Regions from separate parts of the Hordeum vulgare genome. Here region 2 is linked to region 1. Evidence: chromatin contacts called from public Hi-C data. All regions are on one chromosome and are shown on one strand. The core of a region is the stretch at or near the end of the contact, and the rest is flanking DNA. Distances in the headings are between cores, read along the strand shown.

Region 1 (6,346 bases), core at 957-3,456:
AGTTTCTTTGACTTTGACCAAGTTTGGAGCAAAAAATCGACATCCACAACATTAAATCAAAAAAAGTACAGAAAATCATTTCATGATGAATCAGACCAGATATTATAGTTTTTTTTATATTTTTCTACAAATTAGATTAAATTAAAAGGTTTGAATTTTCAAAAAAGTAATACACCTTATATTATGAAACCGAGTGAGTATTTTTTTAAGAAATCTAACAACACCAACAACGAAACAAAGCGCGTACAACACTTCTAGTATTAGATGATAAAATAATTGAAGATGGAGCCCTTCAAATCATTGACCGGGTCAAAATCAATGACCAAATTTTAAGTTGAAGACCTCAATTACATGTAAGGCCGTAAAAGTTAGGGAGCATAGCAGTGTATTAGGAGAACGTATCATGCGCACCTAGCGGACTATTGCACCAATCGAGCTTCATCAGGCTCAAGTACAAAGAGGTGATCTGGTTTGTTTGACACCCACCGCCGTTGCCTCCACAGCGGTGCCTCGATTTTGTCTTTGGCAGTGGAGGATAGCTTATACGGAGTAATTGTTTGTTTTGTACGTAGTTACAACCATTTATAGCTGACCAATCTTCATTGTAACAATTATAGCTGACCAATTCTCCCCTTATGCCACGATCAGATCATTAGACTGGTGGCTAATAAGGATTTATCGAGTTTACGTGGACTTAGAAATGTTAGTGTGAGACAGCTTTCTCTAAGGCTTTGTACAATGCAAGGTGTTTAGGAAAGATGCTTAGACAAATAAATCAATTTTTTAAAGACTAACATTTATTTATACAGGATAGACATTCAATTAATTATCCCTAGAGATAAACATCGATACTTAAAAATTAGTTTATTTTGTTAGTATTTTTTTTAACACCTTGAATTGTACAAGGCCTAAATTATACAGTCATTTCATAAAAGTTTTTGACAGGTTTGGAGTTCCTCTATATATAAGCAAATAAATCACCGTTGTATATATGCCCGTTGCATCAAAGAAAAGAAAAACATATTTGTATTTCCTTTTTCTACTTTTGTATACCTTTTTTCAATGAAGAATTAAACTTCGTGTGACAAAGTAAATTTTACTGTATATTTAACGAACGAATTGGGTGTGCCATTAATCAGGTAATGGGACAGAAGGTGATGTGGTAGGTGGTGGCGCCGGCGCAGGTGAAGGTGGAGCTGGCGTCGTCGTAGGCGTAGCTGTAGGCGGACGGGCAGGCGGTCTTGAATACCCGCGAGTAGTTCGTGGGGCCGCACGCCGTCGGCGTGCCGTAGTCGCCAGTGCAGCAGTAGCGCGCGCTGCCGTAGGCGTTGCACGCGCTCTTGCAGGCCACCACCTCGCCGGAGCCGGACACCACGCGCAGGTCCGACGGGCACACAGCGTTCACGTCGCCCGCGCACGCCGCGGCGCGGCAGGCACCGCCGTCCCCATTGTTGTCGGGCGCGATGGAGAGGGGCAGGTTGAAGCCGTCGACGAGGCTGGCGTCGTAGAAGTCCAGGCCTCCTCCGCCCGGAGCGGCGAGGGTGACCTCGGCGAGCGTGACGGGCGGGGCGGGCCCGCGGCCGGCGCAGGCGACACCGCCGGTGCCACAGTCGGCGGTGGCGCAGGCGAGGCGGCCAGTGGAGGAGTCGACGGCGCAGCCGGTGCGGGCCCAGAAGTTGCCGGACCAGGCGCCGGATGACGGGGCGGCGATGGCGTCGGTGGCGCCGGAGGCGAGGTAGAAGCCGGTGCGGGCGAGCGGCGGCGATGTGGCGCCGTTGAGAGCGCCCACCCACACCGGGTGCGCGCACGCGTTGTGGAAGCTGAACGACCTCGCCGCCGACCCACCGCTGGTGGCGACGCCGAGGAGAAGGACGATGATCAGGTGGAGAGGAAAGAGTTTGATCAGCTGCCTGCACGTGCTGCAGGTGGAGATAGCTCCATTGTTTTTCTTGCCGGCGGCGGCAATGGGCGTCATCTCATCAGCAGTTGGAGACGAGAAGAAGGCCGGTCACGAGAAGAACACCTCGATACGATTGATCGATCCATCCATCTATCTCGTCGAATTTATAAGCGGTACGTGCCAACCTACAAGAAACGAGTAGGACGTACATGTCATTCACGCACGAAACCATCCATGAACCATATGCAGGTAGATGTGGGTAGCTAGCTAGGATAGGTGCTAGGGGTTGCGTACGTGGAGGAGAAAAACTGAATTACACATTTCGTGTCGAATTTATTAGTTAGTTTTGGTGGCTCGTGTACATACGCTTGTCGCTTGGCATGGGTCAACCACCACAAGCCACGATGCAGCCCTCCTTTCTCTCTCTCTCGTAGTGCTTCTCCTCCGTCGCGATTGCGACGGCGCTTGGCGAAGCCCTTCGAAATCGCACCACCACCATCGTCACCTCGTCGTCATGCTGCCGGAGAACTCAACTGCTACTTCACCTACGCTCGTTGGATCGAGGTGGTGAAGGCATCATCGAGTTGTACGTGTGTTGAACGCAGAGTTGTTGTCTGTTCGGCGCTAGATCGTGACGGGTCGTGATTGGATCACGGACGGATCGTGATTGGATCGTGAAGAAATTCGACTATATCAAACGCGTTTATTAACGCTTCCACTTAGTGATCTACAAGGTTATCTAGATGCACTCCCCCTCTCGGAGTTGTTCATCTCCATAGATATATCTTGGGTATTCGTAGGATTTTTTTGTTTTCCATACAACGTTCCCCAACAGTGAAACCATAGCTAGGTCTATGCGTAGATAACATGCACGAGTAGAATACAAAGTGTTTGTGGGCATTGATGTTGATGTTACTTATTTCATCAGTCTTATTTTTATTTGGCGATATTGTGGGATGAAGCGGCCCAGACCAACCTTACTTGTCCACGCACAAGAGACCGGTTCCACCGACTCACATGTAACTTGGTTGAATAAAGGTGGCTGACGGGTGTCTGTCTCTCCCACTTTAATTGAATCAGATTCGACAAAGGCGATCCTTGTGGAAGGTTAAGGGCCTGTTTGGTTGGAGGCTAATTTTGCCAAGCCAAAGTGTGGCAAGCCATTAAAGTGTGGTAAGCCACAAAACGTGGCTGAAAAAACGAACGCCAAACTTTGGCAAAAGTTGGCCAAAAAATTGACTCTATGACAAATGGACCATAGGGACAATAAAGTGTGGCAAGCCAAAGTGTGGCAAAAACCAAACATATGCCAACTAAACTGTGGATGTCAAAATCTGGCTTGACAAAGTGTGGGTGGGAACCAAACATGCCCTAAATAACAAATTGAATATCATTGTTATGGCTTTGCGTATGTAAGAACGATTCTTGTTAGTTGCCCATAGGAGCCACGTAAAACTTGCAACAATAAAGTAGAGGACATCTAACTTGATTTTGTAGTGCAGGTTGTGATGTGATATGGCCAAAGACATGATGTGGTATATGTGATGTTTGAGATGATCATGTTTTGTATAGATTAGCACGACTTGCATGTTGATGAGTACGGCAACCGGCAGGAGCGATAGGGTTGTCTTTAATTTATTTGTGCCTTTTGCTTTATTTTATCGCCATGAGTTAGCAATAGTTGTAGAAGCAATAGTTGGCGCAACAACCACACGGCTTGATCCCTAGTAGCCACTATGTTATGAGATTGATGTTACTATTACTTTTCTATGCTTAATGTTTGTCAATAAGGCCCAAGTGTCATGATTTCGTATCTAAACTTATTACGTTATCTCTAAATATGAAAAGTATCTGGATCCTATCTTGCAAGTTGTATGCACCTATTACGTGTCTTGATCCGCATGCCACAAGGTGAAAATATTTGGGATTCTTTCCGATGATTGTCGTAGTTTGAGGAGTTCATGTATTCACTATGTGTTAATGCTTTGTTCTGGTTCTATCTTAATACGAGGTCTTAATATCACTAAGTTTCCAATAGGACCCCGCTGTCACGGGAGGGTAGGACAAAAGATGGCATGCAAGTTCTTATCGCAAGCACATACGACTATATACGAAATATGCGCCTACATTATAGTAGGTTATAAAGATTGGCCCGAGCAATTTGTACGAGTTCGGTGATCGCCTCCAAGGGTTGCCATTTGTATGGGTTCGGTGACCGCCCTCAAGGGTCCCTTAGCGGGATCACATCATCCTGCATTATGCGAGGGCGTTAGGAGATTACGGTGGCCCTAATGGCTTCTTGGTGAGCATTGTGCCTCCACACCGCTCTGAACGGAGATCGACATCTGTAAGGGTGTGAACTTCGGGATACATCCTCATCTCTCGTGCCTCGGTTATCTCTTACCTGAATCCTTTACTTATGCACTTAACTTTGTGATAGCCATATTGTTTCATGTTATATATCGTGTTGTCACTCAGTTGTTTATCTTGCTTAGCATAAGTTGTTGGTGCACATAGATGAGCCTAATTGTTTTAGGTTTTGTGTTTGACTAATTAAATGTTGGTTTTATTCTACATTTGTTCAAGCCTAAAACGTAAATTGTTTTAAAAGCGCCTATTCACTCCCCTCTATGCGACATCCACGCTCTTTCATATTGTTTCTACACTAGAATCCTGAAGTCCAGTCCTACATGTTTGTTACATGATACGTCTCCAACGTATCTATAATTTTTGATGGTTTCATGCTATTATCTTGTCAAACTTTGGATGTTTTGTATGCCTTTTATATCTTTTTTGGGACTAACTTATTAACTCAGTGCCAAGTGTCAGTTCCTGTTTTTTCCGTGTTTTTTACCCTTTTCAGAGGAGGATTTTAAACGGAGTCCAAACGGAATAAAACTTTCGAAAAGAATTTTTTTCGGAACAGAAGATACGTAGAAAGCTTAGGAACCAAGGCAGGGAGTCCCGGGGGAGGCCACAAGCCCCCATGGCGCGGCCAATGGGGCCGGGCCTCCCAGGCTTATGGGCTCCTTGGGCCTCCCGTGCCCTAGATCCTTCGCCTATAAATTCCCAAAAATCCCAAAAAATAAGGGGAGCCACGAAAACACTTTTCCGCCGCCGCAAGCTTCTGTCTCCGCAAGATCCCATCTGGGCACGTTCTGGTGCCCTGCCGGAGGGGAGATTTGGATACGGAGGGCTTCTTCATCAACATCATAACCTCTCCGATGATGTGTGAGTAGTTCACCACAGACCTACGGGTTCATACCTAGTAGCTAGATGGCTTCTTCTCTCTCTTGGATCTTCAATACAAAGTTCTCCATGATCTTCATGGAGATCTATCAGATATAATCTTCTTTTGCGGTGTGTTTGTCGAGATCCGGTGAATTGTGGATTTATGATCAGATTATCTATGAATCTTATTTGAGTTTCTTCTAATCTCTCTTATGCATGATTTCATATCCTTGTAATTCTCTTCGAGATGTGGGTTTTGTTTGGCCAACGTGATCTATGATTCTTGCAATGGGAGAAGTGCTTGGTTTTGGGTTCATACCGTGCGGTGACCTCACCCAGTGATAGAAGGGGTAGCGAGGCACGCAGCGTGTTGTTGCCAACAAGGGTAAAAAGATGGGGTTTTCATCATTGGTTTGAGTTTACCTCTACATCATCTCATCTTGCTTAAAGCGTTACTCTGTTCATCATGAACTCAATACACTAGGTGCATGCTGGATAGCGGTCGATGTGTGGAGTAATAGTAGTAGATGCAGAAAGTATCGGTCTACTTGTCTCGGACGTGATGCCTGTATGTATGATCATTGCCTTAGATATCGTCATGACTTTTCGCGGTTCTATCAATTGCTCGACAGTAATTTATTCACCCATCGTAATATTTTCTATTTTGAGAGAAGCCTCTAGTGAACACTATGGCCCCCGGATTTACTTCACACCATATTTTCAGCCTTACTCTTTTACTTCGTTGCACTTTCGTCCTTCACATCTTACTTTGCAATCTATCTTGAAGGGATTGACAACCCCTTTATAGCGTTGGGTGCAAGCTCTTTTGTGTTTGCGCAGGTACTCTGGACTTGACGAGATTCTCCTACTGGATTGACACCTTGGTTCTCAAACTTACGGAAATACTTACTGCTCCTGTGCTGCATCACCCTTTCCTCTTCAAGGGAAAAACCAACGCAAGCCAAGTCTCCGTCAATATGCCAATTTCTGGCGCTGTTGTTTGAGAAGCAGCAGAAGGTTTTCTGGCGCCGTTGCCGGGGAGGATCAAGTCAAGAACTCATCCAAGTAAGCGTCGCAAACTCATCTCTTGCATTTACTTTTTTGCCTCTCGTTTTCCTCTCCCCTACTTGTGAAAAAAATACAAAAATATTTGCCTTTTCCGTTCGCCCTTTTCTCTCGCTTGCTTTCTGTTTGCTTGTGTGCTTGCTTGCTTGC
Region 2 (6,993 bases), core at 2,088-4,587, 160 kb before region 1:
TCAAATGGTAAAGGACAATAAGAACGTAATTTCAGTATAGATGTGGATTTATTGAACATTAGCGAAGGAGTATAATGAAGACGTGCCAAACTAACCTGCTTTGAAGCCTCTTTGCAATCACTAGGAAATCCTTTTAGAGAGCCCGAGTCAATTGACCGGAATACCTGAAGAATTAATATGTGTTAACCAGTGCCTAGAATTCACAAGTACTGACATAAGCACAACTTAAAGAGCAGTGCCAAGACCTGAACATGCCAATTTTCAGGATCTTCTTCTTTTGAAACCCGCAAACTAACATGATCATTTGGAACATTAGGTGAAGGACTAAGTATCCACGAGATACGCTCCAGCTTTATCAAGGCATCATCTTTCCAGCGAGATACTTTCCTAAATCGATCACGGAATTTGGATGCCTTTCTCCAGCGTTGTTCAAAATTCTTCAAGACATCATATGCAGCTGGTCCATCAATCTTACAGTGCAAATCATGCCAAGGTTGTCTTGGTCCTTTTGTGCCTGCCTGCATCAAAGTAATACATATGACGATAGGAAGATTAAAACTCAATGAGATTAATGTGGTACAAGACAAGCTCTGGCAGTCAAGCATTCACACATGGCACCAGCTCCCAGAAGCTTACTTCCTCGACATCAACTTGATAAGGATGGAGTAAAACATATTGGCAAAAATGAACTCACCGAAAATGTTGGGTTGTGGAAATCATTTTCAAATACGGTGTTAAGGTCTTTAAAAAGCCTATGTTGAGGAGTATCGTAACGCCCATCACAAAGATCTAGGCCCCCAACGAAAGCAGTAACTTTCCTCTTGTTTCCCGAAGCTTGTGTATCAACCAGCACACATTTTTGGTGGTGAGTAAACAATGTCCCAACAACCTGCAAGATAGTAGTTCAAGATTGCCAAATGTGGCAAAAAAGAGAGCATATGAGTAGCCTGCAGAATACAAAAGATATTCACAAGACTGAAATGATGCTTATTCTGAAAGCAACATGACAGTGACCTCCTGATTTTATTTATATATAAAGCTATCTGTTAAGTTGGTTGGCATCATTTACTATCCATAAGGCACAAACAAATGTATCATGGTTTTAAAGAACATTCAAGTTCTCCTAAAAAGAGGATGCATGAGTAAATATCGACTTGCTTAAGGTTTATGACAATAGCAATTACTTGCAGTCTACCAAAAAAATATAATACATATAAAGTACGAGCATACTGCCTGAACTTGCCTGTTGTTTGAAAATGCTCAGCTTACTGCTGGCATATCGTGGTGAAAGAACACAGATGACTGAGGAATGCTTGAAAAACTTTCTAGTTTCTTCATCATGTGTGCCCATGACACCACCCTGCAAAAGCATAGAAAGGAGGTCTCATTCTCAGATATTATCACACAGAACACCTTAAAGAACAGCACACCGAAAGGAAGGGCATGTATGAATTATGATGGGGATGATAAACTGTGCAGTGCCCGCCCTTCTCTTGAATGAAAATGGGGGCCGTGTGGCCCCTTTAATCAAAAAATTAAACTGTTGAGAGAAGAGCATGTATGAATTATGATGGGGATGATAAACTGTGGAGTGCCCACCCTTCTCTTGAATGAAAATGGGAGCCGTGTGGCCCCTTTAATCAAAAAAACAAACTGTCGAGACTATTTAATAGATTCGGAGAACACGACCGAGGTGTCAGTTCGGAAAAGACATATGGTCATAGATTATGGTAAACTGAAAACAGCGAGAACACTCCCGGACCAAATATCCAGGTTCAGATTTTTTTTGGATAAGAATATTCAGTTTGAGTTTATTGTTGCAAGTGTACAACAGTCATCGGTTCTAGTATTACATTCGTATGAATATGGAAATTACTTATGAACAAGTAACCTCTCAAAAACTTCTGAACAAGTACTAGGTATACTTGACTGAACACTCAAATGCACCAACCTGGGCAATAATAACTCCCTATCTATATGGAACAAAATCCAAAGAATTCCTCGCAATCAAGTCAACATCAAATGCATCCGGGGACGTTTCCGATGTATATAGCCAAACTAAGCAGTGAAATTAGAGGCAGAACTGTCAGGTAGTAATGCCTGACCGTTTTGATGAAGAGCTTGTCATGGGACGTCTTGTCGTCCCAGACGAGCAGGCATACTCTGACGCCCTCCTGCGACTTGAACTTGAGCAGGTCTCCGAGCGTGAGGTTGCCGCCCTCTGGGAGCGGCCTGGACGAGGACGGCTCGCGCACCAGCTTCACCTTGTCGTAGATCGACCAGCCGACGATGTAAATCATATGGTGCGCCTCGAGTATGGCGTGGCAGATGTCCTCCCAGCACTGGTTGTGCTCGAACTTCTTCCCCCGCTCGAGCTGGACGTCCGGCAGGTCCCCCTCGTTGACGTGCGCGTCCTGGTAGAGCGTGACCTTCCCGCCATGGCGGAGCGGGAAGTAGGAGTCCTTGACACCCTGCTGGTCCGGGTCGCCGGGGATGCCGCGGCGGTAGACCGGGTTGGCGGCGAAGGGGCGGAAGCGGTAGCGGATGCAGAGCGCGGTGCGGGGCTTGTAGGTCTTGCCGCTGGGCCCGACGATGGGGACCCACTCCTCGACCTCCTCGGCGGCGGCGACGACCCGGTCGGCGGGGACGGAGGCGGTGCCGATGAGCTGGGCGCCGAAGGTGTCGTTGTCCTTGACCTGGAACTCGAGCACGGTGGCGCGGTGCGCGAGCGGCACGAAGAACTGCTCCTCCCAGGTGGGCTCCTGGCTGTTGGGGATGACGGCGGTGCGCGCGACGACGGCGCCGGCGACGGAGAGCGTGACGTAGGGGTCGCTGGTGATGATCCTGCGGTGGTGGTGGCGGCGGCTGCCGGCCTCCCCAACCCCGCGGCTGGAGGGCGGGGGCTGCCTGGGCGCGCAGGAGGAGGCGGTGCCGCAGGAGGCGAAGCAGCGGCGGATGTGCTCGGAGAACATGTCCATGTTGGGCAGCAGCCGCGCCTCGAGGACCCAGAGGTCGAGGTCCCCGTGCAGGAGCACCGGCTTGGGCGGCGACGGCGACTCGTCCCCGCCCGACGACGCCATCGACGGCGACGCGGACGCGGCAGCTGCTGCCGCGGCGGCCATCTTAAAATCGGTGCCGGTGCCGGTGCCGGGAGGCCCCCCTGTGGTGCAACCGCGACGGCCCCCGCGACGCGGCGGGGATTCCGGTGGGGGAGGCGAGGCCACCCACGCGGCGGACGCGGACCCCGAACGGCAAAGCTGGTAGAGGAGGTGGGTGGTGAGGTGGTGGAGGATCTCGGCGTTGGCAGCCTAGCCTAAAATAGCATGGGTTTTACTTTTCTCCACAGATTAATAGTACTCCTAGTACTAATAACGCATGGGGTTTACGTTCCCACTGCCGATTTCCTCATCTTCATGGCCAAAAACAACATACGTAACTGTGATTCCCACTGCCAATGCAACTCCTTGCCATCATTCATTTCTCTTCATTCCGGGACAGTTACTACATTACATGTCAAAAAAGAAAAGAGAGTCCAAGAAGATTCAAAACGGAATTAGTATAACCCAAGAAATCTCTGCACTGCAGATCAGTCAATGAGGGAAAATATAAGCTCGAACGAACTTTGGAGTGGTACCACGGAGTACTAGTAGTATTTTAACCGAAGGAGTCAAGCGGATTTTTTTTTATGGCGCGCACGCGTAACAAAGAGGGGGAGAAACCGGCTTTTTCCTGGGCGTTGCCGTGTGCTGATGGAACGAACGCGGGCACAACGGTCGCATGTACGGCCAGGCCCGGCGTAACGGGCGCTGACCGGTGGAGCCCGCGAGATCCGATCGGGAGGACCGGGCCCGGCTCCCAGGAGTCAGTCACGCGCGCGGGGGGATCCTCCGTTGCGTGCGCCCAGGTTCAGGTCGGCCGAGTCCTCGTGATCTGGATCCCCGGCGGGATCGACTCTCCCTCCTCTCTCGGTCTCGGGCCGGTGGCCGGTGGGTGGTTGGTGATGAGGTGGTGTGCGGCGGGGCACGTCGCGGGCGTGGTGGAGGCGCGATCGAGGATGTTGATGGCGTGCGCGTTGGGTCGCGTGGCGCCGTGCGGAGCGGGGCGGGGCGGGGCGGGAGCGGGTCAAACAGGGCTGCGAGGTGGCCTCTGCGCTGGAGGGGAGTGCGCGCAGAAAGCCGAGCTGGCGGTCTGGCGGAGGTAGGGTGGGTCCGGCCGTTTTGGCGCCGGGACTCGGTGGCGGGCGGTCGCTCTGTCGGCTTCCGCTCCCGCTCCCCAGCCCAAATCCAACTTCTCCAACGCTCCCGTCAAAAAAGAAAAAAGAAAAAACCACCAACGCTGCCCAAGCCCAACCCGGTGTTAGGGTCCGGCCGTTTTGGCGCCACTATGGATGAAGCGTGCGTGCGTGCGTGCGTGGAGGTTTGTTACCGGCGGGTTCGGCAGTTACTTTCACTCCGGGGTCGTTCGTGTAGGTTTGGCGTCGATTCTTTTCTTTTCTTTTCTTTTCTGAGGGGAGCATCGACGGTTTCCATTTTAGAAACGGGGTTTTGGTGCCATTTTCCTCCGCCCGCCAACCGGTGCAAGGCAGAAGCAGCACGGAAAGCATGACGGTTTAGGTGCGCCGCCCGACCGTCTCGGGATGTCGGTTACACCTCGTCTCGTCTCGTCTGATCTCATCTATCTCTCCCTTCCTAGATATAAGTCTTTTAAGCGATTTCATTTGGTGTAGCAAAATGATTGAATGTATACTTTAAAATATGTCTATATACATCCGTTTGTAGATATCTAGTGAAATCGTTTAAAAGACTTATATTTAGAAACGGAGTGTATGTCACGCGTTCAGTAGCCGGCCGGTTTTGTTGTTTAACCCGTCGTCAGGCACTCAGGCTGTCAGTCTTGCACCGCCGGTTCTGACGCCGAGCTGGGCGAAATGGCGCGCACGACGCGCACGGCGACCATTTCGGATCGCCCAACGGCCCACCTGTCAACGAGAGAACGGATGCGCCAGGTAAGACACGATCACACCGATTCGTTCGGGGAGTCAGCTCATTTTTGCAATGGACTACTTTAATACGAGTACATGATATACAGCCGTAGGTCAACCACATACAGGGGAGCAGGCTAAACTAATGGCGATCTCCTGGCCAGCGGCGGGACACGATCCGCCCTTTGCTGCCGCCGACCAAAGCAAACCTCCTAGTACTCCCCATCATCGTCATTAGTTTTAGTAGTAGTACGTAGTCAAATTAACACTTTACGCGGCACAGTGGCTTCCCTTGGTTGGAAGCGCCGTGCCTGCCTGCCTTGATACAATTACCAACTTTTAAGCCAGTGGGATTTAGTACAAACCTCCGGTGTGGCCCGTCATCATTCGCCGCTGCAGCGCATTGGACGACAGGTATCGTCTTTTTCTTCTTTCACATGGCCGGAGAATTAGAATGGCGCTGGAAAAGTATATCATGAAAATAAATTAGACAGACAGCATTCTTCTGCCCCGGCCGGTGATCAGGCCGCAGCGCATTGGCTGGCTCCTGAGAGCGGTCACCCGTGGAAAGCAAGCAAGCCTTTCTCGTTTTGCTTTCGTGATCTTGTCTTTGCTTGGCTTATTATACTCAGTCAAACGTGCTTGTGTTTCACTTTCACGCCACGGAATTCCGTTACGTCGAGTGACAAAACCGCAAGAGTAGACCCTGCTGTTGTCTTCTCTCTTACCGTACCTTTCCCAGTTTGTTTTTTTGTGTTTTTGTTCTTCTGATGAGGGTTTTTTTTTAAGACAGCAGGAGATCTGATCTGCTGTGATTCAGTTAAGGAGGAAAAAGCCGACGGCCAGTAACAAAGTGACAGAACACAGCGGCGCACAGCCACTTAACAAATATCTACTGTTGCCGGCTTTGCCATGCAACGAAATAAAAGAGCAAAAGATAGAGTCAACCCGGGTCAAAGGTAATAGGACATCCGGCAAGCTTCCAGGCTGCCGCTTCATCTCGGATACGCGTGATCAACGCCGACGCTGGAAGCTCAGTTTTCTTGAAGATTCTCCGGTTGCGTTCTAGCCAGATCTTCCAACAGATCAATATGGCAAGAGCCCAAACTCCTTTTTTACGTCGTGTTTCCAAGTCAGGGGTGGTCAAATCGTGGAACCACACGCTGAGTGGTTTGTCATTTATCCAGGAGGTAGGCTGCAGTGACGGTGTTCGTGCAGATACAGCTATTGCATTCCAAACCCTCCTCGACCATGGTCACTCAGAGAGGAGGTGCGCGGCTGTCTCTAATGATCGGATGCATAGAGGGCAAAAATAGTTATTGTCCCAACCTCTCAGTAATAAGATGTCTGCTGTGAGGATCTTCCTCTGCATGGCTGTCCATAGAAAAATCTTGCATTTGGGGGGCGCCCATGCCCGCCATATTGAGGTGTGCAGGTTGTATTTTATCATCCCCTCGAACTGCAATAAGTAGGCTGATCTGGCAGAATATTTTCCGTTAGAGGTTAGCTTCCATGTGATGGAGTCGTTGATCGCTGTGCGCAGAGTTATTTGCTCCAACAGTTCGGAGAGATTAATAAGCTCGTCCATCATGTCATCATTCCAGTTCCACTGTAGGTCTTTTATCCAATTATCTCTCAATAGCGCGTCATGGACTGTTCTACCTTTCCTGGATGAGCTTGCAAACAGATTTGGTGCAATGTCTCTTGGTGCCATCCCATGTAGCCATGCATCTTTCCAAAAAAGAGTTGTTTTACCATCCCCTAAGCAGACATTGGTAGCTTCGGCAAATATGGCAAAGTATTTATCATCACATGGTCCTGCAATTCCAGAGTTGTGAAAATTGGGGCTGGTCCATCTTAGCCATACCCATCTCAGTCTTAGGGCCCAAGCAAACTTCTCCATGTCATGTAGGCCAAGACCTCCCAGCCATCTTGGGCGGCAGACGACATCCCACCTTACCCTACATTGCCCTCCATTGCATTTGTCTTTTGCGCACCAAAACCAGGCTCTA

The links. Hi-C and Micro-C count contacts between places; a contact is called where the count stands out from the background.
Region 2: a contact with region 1 is called in a Hi-C map of leaf, with 4 times the contacts expected there. The contact joins the promoter of LOC123400213 here to the promoter of LOC123398463 in region 1. A contact is called at or near these places in 2 of 6 Hi-C or Micro-C datasets (both in leaf).

Annotation. Positions count from the first base shown.
Region 1 is chr5H:506,533,029-506,539,374 of MorexV3_pseudomolecules_assembly, reverse strand. LOC123398463 (thaumatin-like protein 1b) reads right to left here and starts at 2,206. Exons shown (of 1, transcript XM_045092931.1): 1 at 1,013-2,206. The coding sequence starts at 1,975. The coding sequence ends at 1,136.
Region 2 is chr5H:506,693,123-506,700,115 of MorexV3_pseudomolecules_assembly, reverse strand. LOC123400213 (phospholipase D delta) reads right to left here and starts at 3,337. Exons shown (of 10, transcript XM_045094640.1): 1 at 2,106-3,337; 2 at 1,244-1,360; 3 at 695-889; 4 at 246-518; 5 at 96-164. The coding sequence starts at 3,122.